Linked DNA regions of Mus musculus: region 1 is linked to region 2. The links are chromatin contacts, called in public promoter capture Hi-C maps. All regions are on one chromosome and are shown on one strand. Each heading gives the region's core, a stretch centred on a gene start, on an enhancer-like site or on the middle of the called end of the contact. The rest is flanking DNA. Distances are from core to core; before and after follow the strand shown.

Region 1 (3,625 bases), core at 70-2,569, 3.1 Mb after region 2:
TACGCTGAAGGAGAGAGGCAGCTCCCTTGGAATAAATCTAAGCAAGGCATCTGTCTTTATCAAACTGAACTGAGGAGAAGGGCCAGCTGCTTACATCCCAGCTGGAAGCATAAGGATCTGAACTAGGGTCTCTTGAGAGCACCTGTAAGACCATGAGGCGAGTACAGTGCTGTCCATAGCCCTGGTGCTAGGGAAGCGCCAGGACTCCACTATTTGTACAGCAGAGCTCAGTGCAATATAATTCACAATGGCCACATATGGAAACAACTCTATTAACCAAACAAACAGTATTATGTACACATAAAACAGACTTCAGAATGTTGGTGATAACAGTCTGGCTCCATAGCCCACCCAGGCTAGCTTCAAATCCATGCTTCGCCTGCATGGAGCCTCCCAAGCGCTGGGCGGACAATTGCGTGACACCATATACAGCTCACAATGGAGGACTATTCAGACATAAAAAGGACTCAAGAACTGACACATGATACAAATGGACGAAGCTTAAAAATATCACCCGGAGGGCAACAAGCCAGTCACAAAAACTCCACTTAGAGGAATTAGCTAGAATAGGCAACTTCACAGAGGAAGAAAGCGAGAGGCCGAGAGGCCGCTGAGGCTGGAGAGGAGACAGAAGGGCGAGCCCCACAGTTAGTTTCTGTTTCTTTTAGTGGCTTTAGGTTTCTTTACAAAAACTAAGAAGTAAGGGAAAGCAGGAAGTCAAAGCAAACAAGTAGATGGCAGAGTGCTTGCCTGCCACTTCACGCCTGGCCATGGTTAGAGCCTCCCCCCAGCCTCACCCACACCAAAGCCTTAAGTTGTTTGAGACTGGACCACCCCACTGAGAAACACTGCACCAACCTCTTCCCATTGGTCCTAGAAGGCTGAAGTGACAGTAGCTATGAACGTACGTGGGAAGACATGGGGAAGGCACACATGTAACAGACACTCAGTGCGTGTCCCCAGCAGTCAGTTATATCCTGTTTGCTTTAACTCAATATAACCACATTTTTCCTTTTGTCCGTGGACTATAATAAGGCTCTTCCATATTATTTCTTACATGAAAAGTGTTTTGCTGCCCACTCCTCTTCATGTGTTCACTGGACAGGTAACACAAATCAGTATTATCAACATAAGCCCTATAATTAACATTGGAATTTACAAAATCAAATTCACAAAATACAGCCATTATTTCTTCAGTAGTTTACAGTCCATGGAAGATGAGTATTCAAACAGCTGCAACCCAATGACAGCCCAGACTGGCCTTCAGGGAGAGGCAGCACTCAATGGCCAGGCACACTTGCCAGCTAGCCGAGAGGGAAAAGACAGCTCAGCATTTGTAATTCACAGAGCAATTCAAATTCAGCAAAATCACACAGTGCAGGAAGAGCCTTAGGTCAGATGAAAATACCCAGAGGTTTGAATGTCAGATCCATACAGACCAAGTGCCCTCTGACAGTGCCTGCCGGGAGTGCAACCTACAGAGAGGTTAACTGTTGCCGCTTTGAACTTTCAAAGATAGAGTGCTGTTTTGTTTACATTTGGATTAAAACACTTTAAAAGTCATCCCAGTCTTTACAGTAGTTTCAGTTTTTGTGGATACCTGTGTGTAAAACAAAAATCAATGTTTGTGTGTGCGTGCACATACACATACACTTGCCGACATGCCAGGTAAGTCTTGGCTATAACATTCAGAATCCTGGTCCTTTTCCATCCTAGACACTGGCTTTTGACAGGCAGCTATGAAACTGAAGAGGGGTGTGAGGGTGCAGCAAATGCGGTAAGAGTGTTCTTAAAGAACTTGTTCTCTATAAACACACTGCACAACTTTGATTTCAGCCCTTTAGCTTCAACGTAATTCCAGTACATTCTTACAATCTTTAATATTAAACAGCCAGCCGCAAAATGAAAGCTAAGTTACACAGGTCCACATTTGTCAACTGTTGGCTCTCTTACTTAGCCTTATGAAAATAACAGCATGTAAGATCTGTTGCCAGCCATCAGTTGAAAGACCAGCAGCACACAACACACAACATACAGCACACAACACACAGCACACAACACACAGCAACACAGCACACAGCACAGCTCACAACATACAGCACACACCACAGCATACAGCACACAGCACAACACACAACACAGCACACACCACACAGCACAGTACATAGCACAGCTCTTAACACACAGCAACACAACACACAGCAACACAATACATAGCACACAACACACACCATAGCATACAGCACAGCACATAGCACAACACACAACACAGCACACACCACACACCACACAGCACAACACATAGCACACACCTCAGCACACACCACAGTACAACAGTCCACAGTTTCATCCCACTTGAAGGTTTTGCACAGAACAATTTAAAAATTACGAATTACAAATTAACTCAGTTCTTCAAATCAAAATAAAGTAAGGAAAATGTTCTTAATAGGTGCAAATAGCATGACATTACATAATCCAAAATGCGCTATAACAGCCCGCTAGGTAGAGCTCATAACCAGAAAGCACAAATCTGCGAAAAGCACCTTACCTAGTTTGTGTAAACTCCCATAAGTAACTAATGGGTAGCAGAAGTTTGTAAGGCTGGTCGAGCCTAGGTTTCTGTCAGCACGTTTCCTCCCAATTTGATTCAAGAGCATGTTTTATTAGTGTGAGTGTCCTGGAAAAGGCAGCAGCTGGGCACAGAAGCCCCCTCTGCCAGTGTCCCTAACCTTGCCCTGTGTATGGGCCTCCACATTCTTGTGTGCGTCAGAACTGCTTGGCGGAATGCAAGTTCTCTACATCGGAATGTAAACTTACTCCTGTCAGGGAAGACAACCAGGAGATCAGAGCACAGCAGAGAAGCTGAGACACTGACAGGCGATCCAAATTTACCAAATCATCTAAAACGCCAAACTATCAGAGAGCCTATTTCTCATCTCGTCATTCCTAGAAAGTGATAGACACTGAATGTTAATCTCCTTATAAATAAATCTAATTAACTAAAATGTAAGTAACCAACTGATGCTCCTGAACCAAAATCAATGTATGTATCGATGACTTCAAAGAAAGAGTCACATCTCATTGTCTAGACAAAGTATGGTAGCAACTGTGGAAGCCTGGAATTTCATTCCCCAAGTCAAGAGAAAACAGCAAAGTACACTGAAAAACTTGCCATAAAAACACACTGAATCTTTTTAAATGTTTTACATTCACTCAAAAATTAGCAGGCACTAAATAAAATCATACCTCATGTAAATTACAAAATGTGTGTGTGTGTGTGTCTGTGTGTGTGTGTGTCTATGTCTGTGTGTGTGTGTGTCTGTATACACACTGTGTCAAGAGAGTGGACTAAGTGGCGACGATTCCCTAAGTATTTGGAAACTACACACATTTCACCGTCTCTAGACACCTTCCACAGCTACTTTAGAAATGTTCCACCATCAGCAAGCACTCAATGGCAGTTTGGAAGCCCAGCACTGAATCTTTACTTACAAATGTAGCAAGCACATACAAAAATAATAAGGAAGGGCTCTTCACTGTGCCCCCCTACTCTCCCACCCCCCTGTTCAGTTCCTCTACTTAAGAAGCATTAAGCATTTAATATTTGTAGTATGAACATTTTAAT
Region 2 (3,864 bases), core at 130-2,629:
TGGTGTTCAAATATTAGTCTAATCAAAATAATTTTTCTTCTGCTAGCCTATGTCCTATAGAGATGGATTGTGTTCATATTGGTCAAACTGACTTTCAGGTTTGGTAAAAAGGACTTTGGTCCAGTGTGCTAATATTAGCATTGAGAGAAATAAAGCTTTGTTAAAGGTAAGTAGCTGCTAGCATGAGGTATCAAAAGCAGGCAGACTCCTATGTGAGATCACAGAAGTTGTACGTTTTGGCTCTGCATTGTGTTTAATGAACCAACACAATCATTGCATGAAACAAGCTCCCTAATATTTTTTCCTATAGTTTCCTCAATTGAAAAGAACAACCCCACACCAAAGTGCCAATTATTTTTTATGGGTCTGTTCCACATGCATCCCACTTTTAGCTGAGACACAAAACAACAGGAGTTGTAAACATCAAACTCACATTACAACTCTGCCTTTTCTTTCAATTATTGTTTATTTTCTTAAAATTTGGCTAATTCCTATCCATACCGAGCAGTTTTTATGAGGCTCTTTGGCCATTCAAGCTGTTTTCTCACTCATCTCCGCTGCTTTCAAGTTATTTACTTTCTCTGTCTGCTAAGGATCCTTTTACTCGGCACAGCAGAATAAAACGTCAAACTTAATGATATTTTCAAATTCATGTTGTTTCTTCCTGTGAGAGAAGGACTCGTCCGTGTCTGAACTACGGTGAACTCTATTTGTGGCCCTCCTTCAGAGTTCTGACCAATCAAGTGGGCACGACAGCAATGAGACTTGTAACACTCTTCCCATCTCTGACATCTGGCTGATTATCTTAAGAGTGTCCTTGCATCCTTTTCTATTCTTGTTCATAAAATATCTGCTAGTTATTTTACATACATTACAATTCACTTAAAAACTTATAACAGAAAGTGATCTGAATGATTGGGCTCCTGTGATCGCACACAGAAGCCTGCCTGCCTGCCTTTGATACCTCATGCTAGCAGCTACTTACCTTTAATGAAGCTTTATTTCTCTCAATGTGAATATAGCAAACTGGACCAAAGTCCCTTTTACCAAACCCAAAAGTTGTTTCGACAAATATGAACACAATTCGTCTCTATAGGACACAAGCTAGTAGAAGTTTGGTCCCTTCTTTGTTTCATTCTCTTCTCATTTTATATTTAGATTAGAAGAGAAATGTGAGTTAACATTTACATGTTACTTATTCTTCTTTTGATCTCTCCTTCTTGATATCTATAGTGAGCAATACCTTCCCCTCCATTTGCTACTTTCCTAAATTTGGTCCAGTCTAATCACTGTAATGACCAAATAACCATTGTGTGCTTGGACATGTGCACTTTGTGCATTTGTACAAATAAGGCTATTTTATCATTTTACTGTTAACATTTTTTTAGGGTCCTTGGGGAGTCATTTACTTCCTCTTTTAATTAGAGAACCAAAGTTAGTTAAGTTGGTTATGAACTATAATTAAATTTTGTGCCTATTCGTATCATCCGTTTACAGTGTTGTGTTAATGTAGATATTAGATTAAAAAGGCTTTTCCCCCCCAACAGGAAAGGAATGGGTAATAAATGCTTGTGATATAAAAGAGGAAGGGGTTGTGGAAGGAAGCAGAAGACCAGTGAGAAATAAGACAGATGTCAGGAAATGGTAGTGTGGAAATGCTTAATTAAGCACAGCTATGCCACAATTAAACACTTTACTTTGTATGCTAACTTTAAAACCTAATAAAAAAAGAGAGAGAGAACCAAACCAACAAAATGCCAATACATGGCCTATGTGCAAAAGACATCTGAATCAGTTTCTCAAAACCTCTGTAACAAAATAGGAGAGACTGGTGGTTTAAAACATCAGCAACCACACCCTAGAATGGTTCTACTTAACTGGAGTTTATTACCTATTTTTAATGTGTCTCTGTATGTAGTATGGTATACATGTGTGTGCAAGGTTGCACTACGGGAGCACAGGGTTGTCAGGTGCACATAAACACCTGAGGCCAACTTCAAGAGTCTTCGTCCACTCCTCTTCACCTTATTCCTTGAGGCAAAATGTCTTAAGTAGAGCCTTGCTCACAGATCAGGCTGGGCTCCTGAGCTGGCTTGCTCTGCTGAGCCTGCCTTTTGTTTTGGAAATAAATACAGGCAGACATCTACTTGACATTTATGTTAGATCTGGGGGTGAGTCTCAACTCTATTCTTCACTTTTGCTTCTTTAATTTTACTTTTTAATTTTTAGGTTTTCAAGACAGGGTTTCTCTCTTTATCTCTCGCTGTCCTGGAAATCATTCGCTGTGAATGCAGTGTCACCTCACACCACTTCCCCCATGCTTTTCCAGTTACAATGGGCCATCACCTATGAGCCAAAGCAAACCCTTCCTTCCTGAGGTTGTTTCTGTCATGGTACTTTGTAGAAGCAGTGGGGGAAAATAAAGAAGGCAGCGCTGACTGCAATTGTATTGCATAAACAAGGACATTGCTTTATAGCTTAGCCTATTTAAACTGTATTCAAGCATTTAAATCACTTAAAGCCCAACTAGAAAAAAAAAAGTCTCAATAAATGTTTGCTCTCAGCCTTATCATCAGTATTATTTTTGCTCAGATGAAAAGTACTTAACTTTCATAAGTGAGAGAATTGCTTTTAATGAATAGTGTATTTTTTTATTCTTCTTTCCTCCATTATATCCTGACCATAGCCTCCCCTCTCTCCACTCCTTCCAATCCCACCCCCACATCAACTAGAGCATTGCATGTCAAGATTCAACCCACCTAGGCACAAACACTCATATCAAGGCTGGATGAGACAACCCAACAGGAGGACAAGGGTCACAAAGGCAGTCAAAAGAGTCAGAAACACCCACTACCAGGAGTTTCCCCCAAACATCCAGCCAATAACTGTGGCATACATACAGAGGGTCTAGCACAGAACCATTCAGGCTCCATGACTGCCACTTCAGACTCTGTGAGCCTCTATGAGCCTGCTTAGTTAATTCTGTAGGCTTTGCTCTCCTTGTGTCCTTGATACATCTACCTTCCATAATCCTTTCTCTCCCTCTTTTGCAGTGATCCCCAAGCTCCACATAATGTTTGGCTGTGGGTCTTTGCATCTCTTCCCACCAATTGCTGGAGGAAGCCTCTCCTATGACTATTAGGCTAGACAACGATCTGTGAGTATAGCAGAATGTCATAAGAAATCATGTTATTGGTTTTATTTTCCTTTTAACCAGTTGTGTTTAGCTCTACCCTAGGTCTCTGGGCCATTCAGCTTTCACAGGAATATTGTCTACTTTTTAAAAAGGTGCTTGAGAACTGAATTCAGAGTCTCATGTATGCCAGGCAAGTGTTCTGTTACTGATAAGCATTATCTAAGGCTTGATTTTGCCTTTTGGGGTTGTTTTGGTTTTAATTGGCTTTGATATACAAAGGAAGGGGGAGGAGACAGTACAGTTCCTATACTATTTTGTTTTTCTGTTCGCTTGACATATGATAAAATCTTATATTAACGAGTCTTATGCTACAACTTCCTAACCAATGCTACTGAGTAAATTCATACCATTTTGGCATTTCCTTGTTTTTCAATGATAACCTAATTTCCTGTATCAAAATGCCTTTTAGGATCTCAAATTCTATTTAATAGCTATATTTCCTTGGGTTCTGATAAACAATGGCTGTTTGTTTCTTGTTTCTGATGTTCTTGGACACAGAAAGAGAATATTTGGTAAGCATTTCTTATTTGAGAGCTAACTGCTCTGCACATTCTTGCTGAATATAGTTCTGCTCTCCATGTCTTCTTCATGCCTTTAAAATTATTAACATATATGAATCTCTCATACATCGTGAAGTTTATCTATCAACTTGAGATTCAGTCTTGGCT

Evidence for each region. Promoter capture Hi-C pulls out the DNA fragments that hold promoters and counts their contacts.
Region 1: a contact with region 2 is called in a promoter capture Hi-C map of pre-B cells. The contact joins two enhancer-like sites. A contact is called at or near these places in 5 of 39 promoter capture datasets (cranial neural crest, frontonasal cranial neural crest, maxillary cranial neural crest and 2 more).

What each region holds. Positions count from the first base shown.
Region 1 is chr3:79,177,567-79,181,191 of GRCm38.p6, forward strand. It overlaps a transcript of Rapgef2 not described here. Among named protein-coding and RNA genes, the nearest start is that of Gm24150, 17 kb to the right of the region's middle. Within about 2 kb of position 1,320, at least 137 of the 459 cell types and tissues checked have an H3K27ac peak or open chromatin away from gene starts, as enhancers often do. A contact at or near this core is called in pre-B cells, where this site is marked.
Region 2 is chr3:76,028,217-76,032,080 of GRCm38.p6, forward strand. No RefSeq gene overlaps it. Among named protein-coding and RNA genes, the nearest start is that of Fstl5, 44 kb to the right of the region's middle. Within about 2 kb of position 1,380, at least 4 of the 459 cell types and tissues checked have an H3K27ac peak or open chromatin away from gene starts, as enhancers often do. A contact at or near this core is called in pre-B cells, where this site is marked.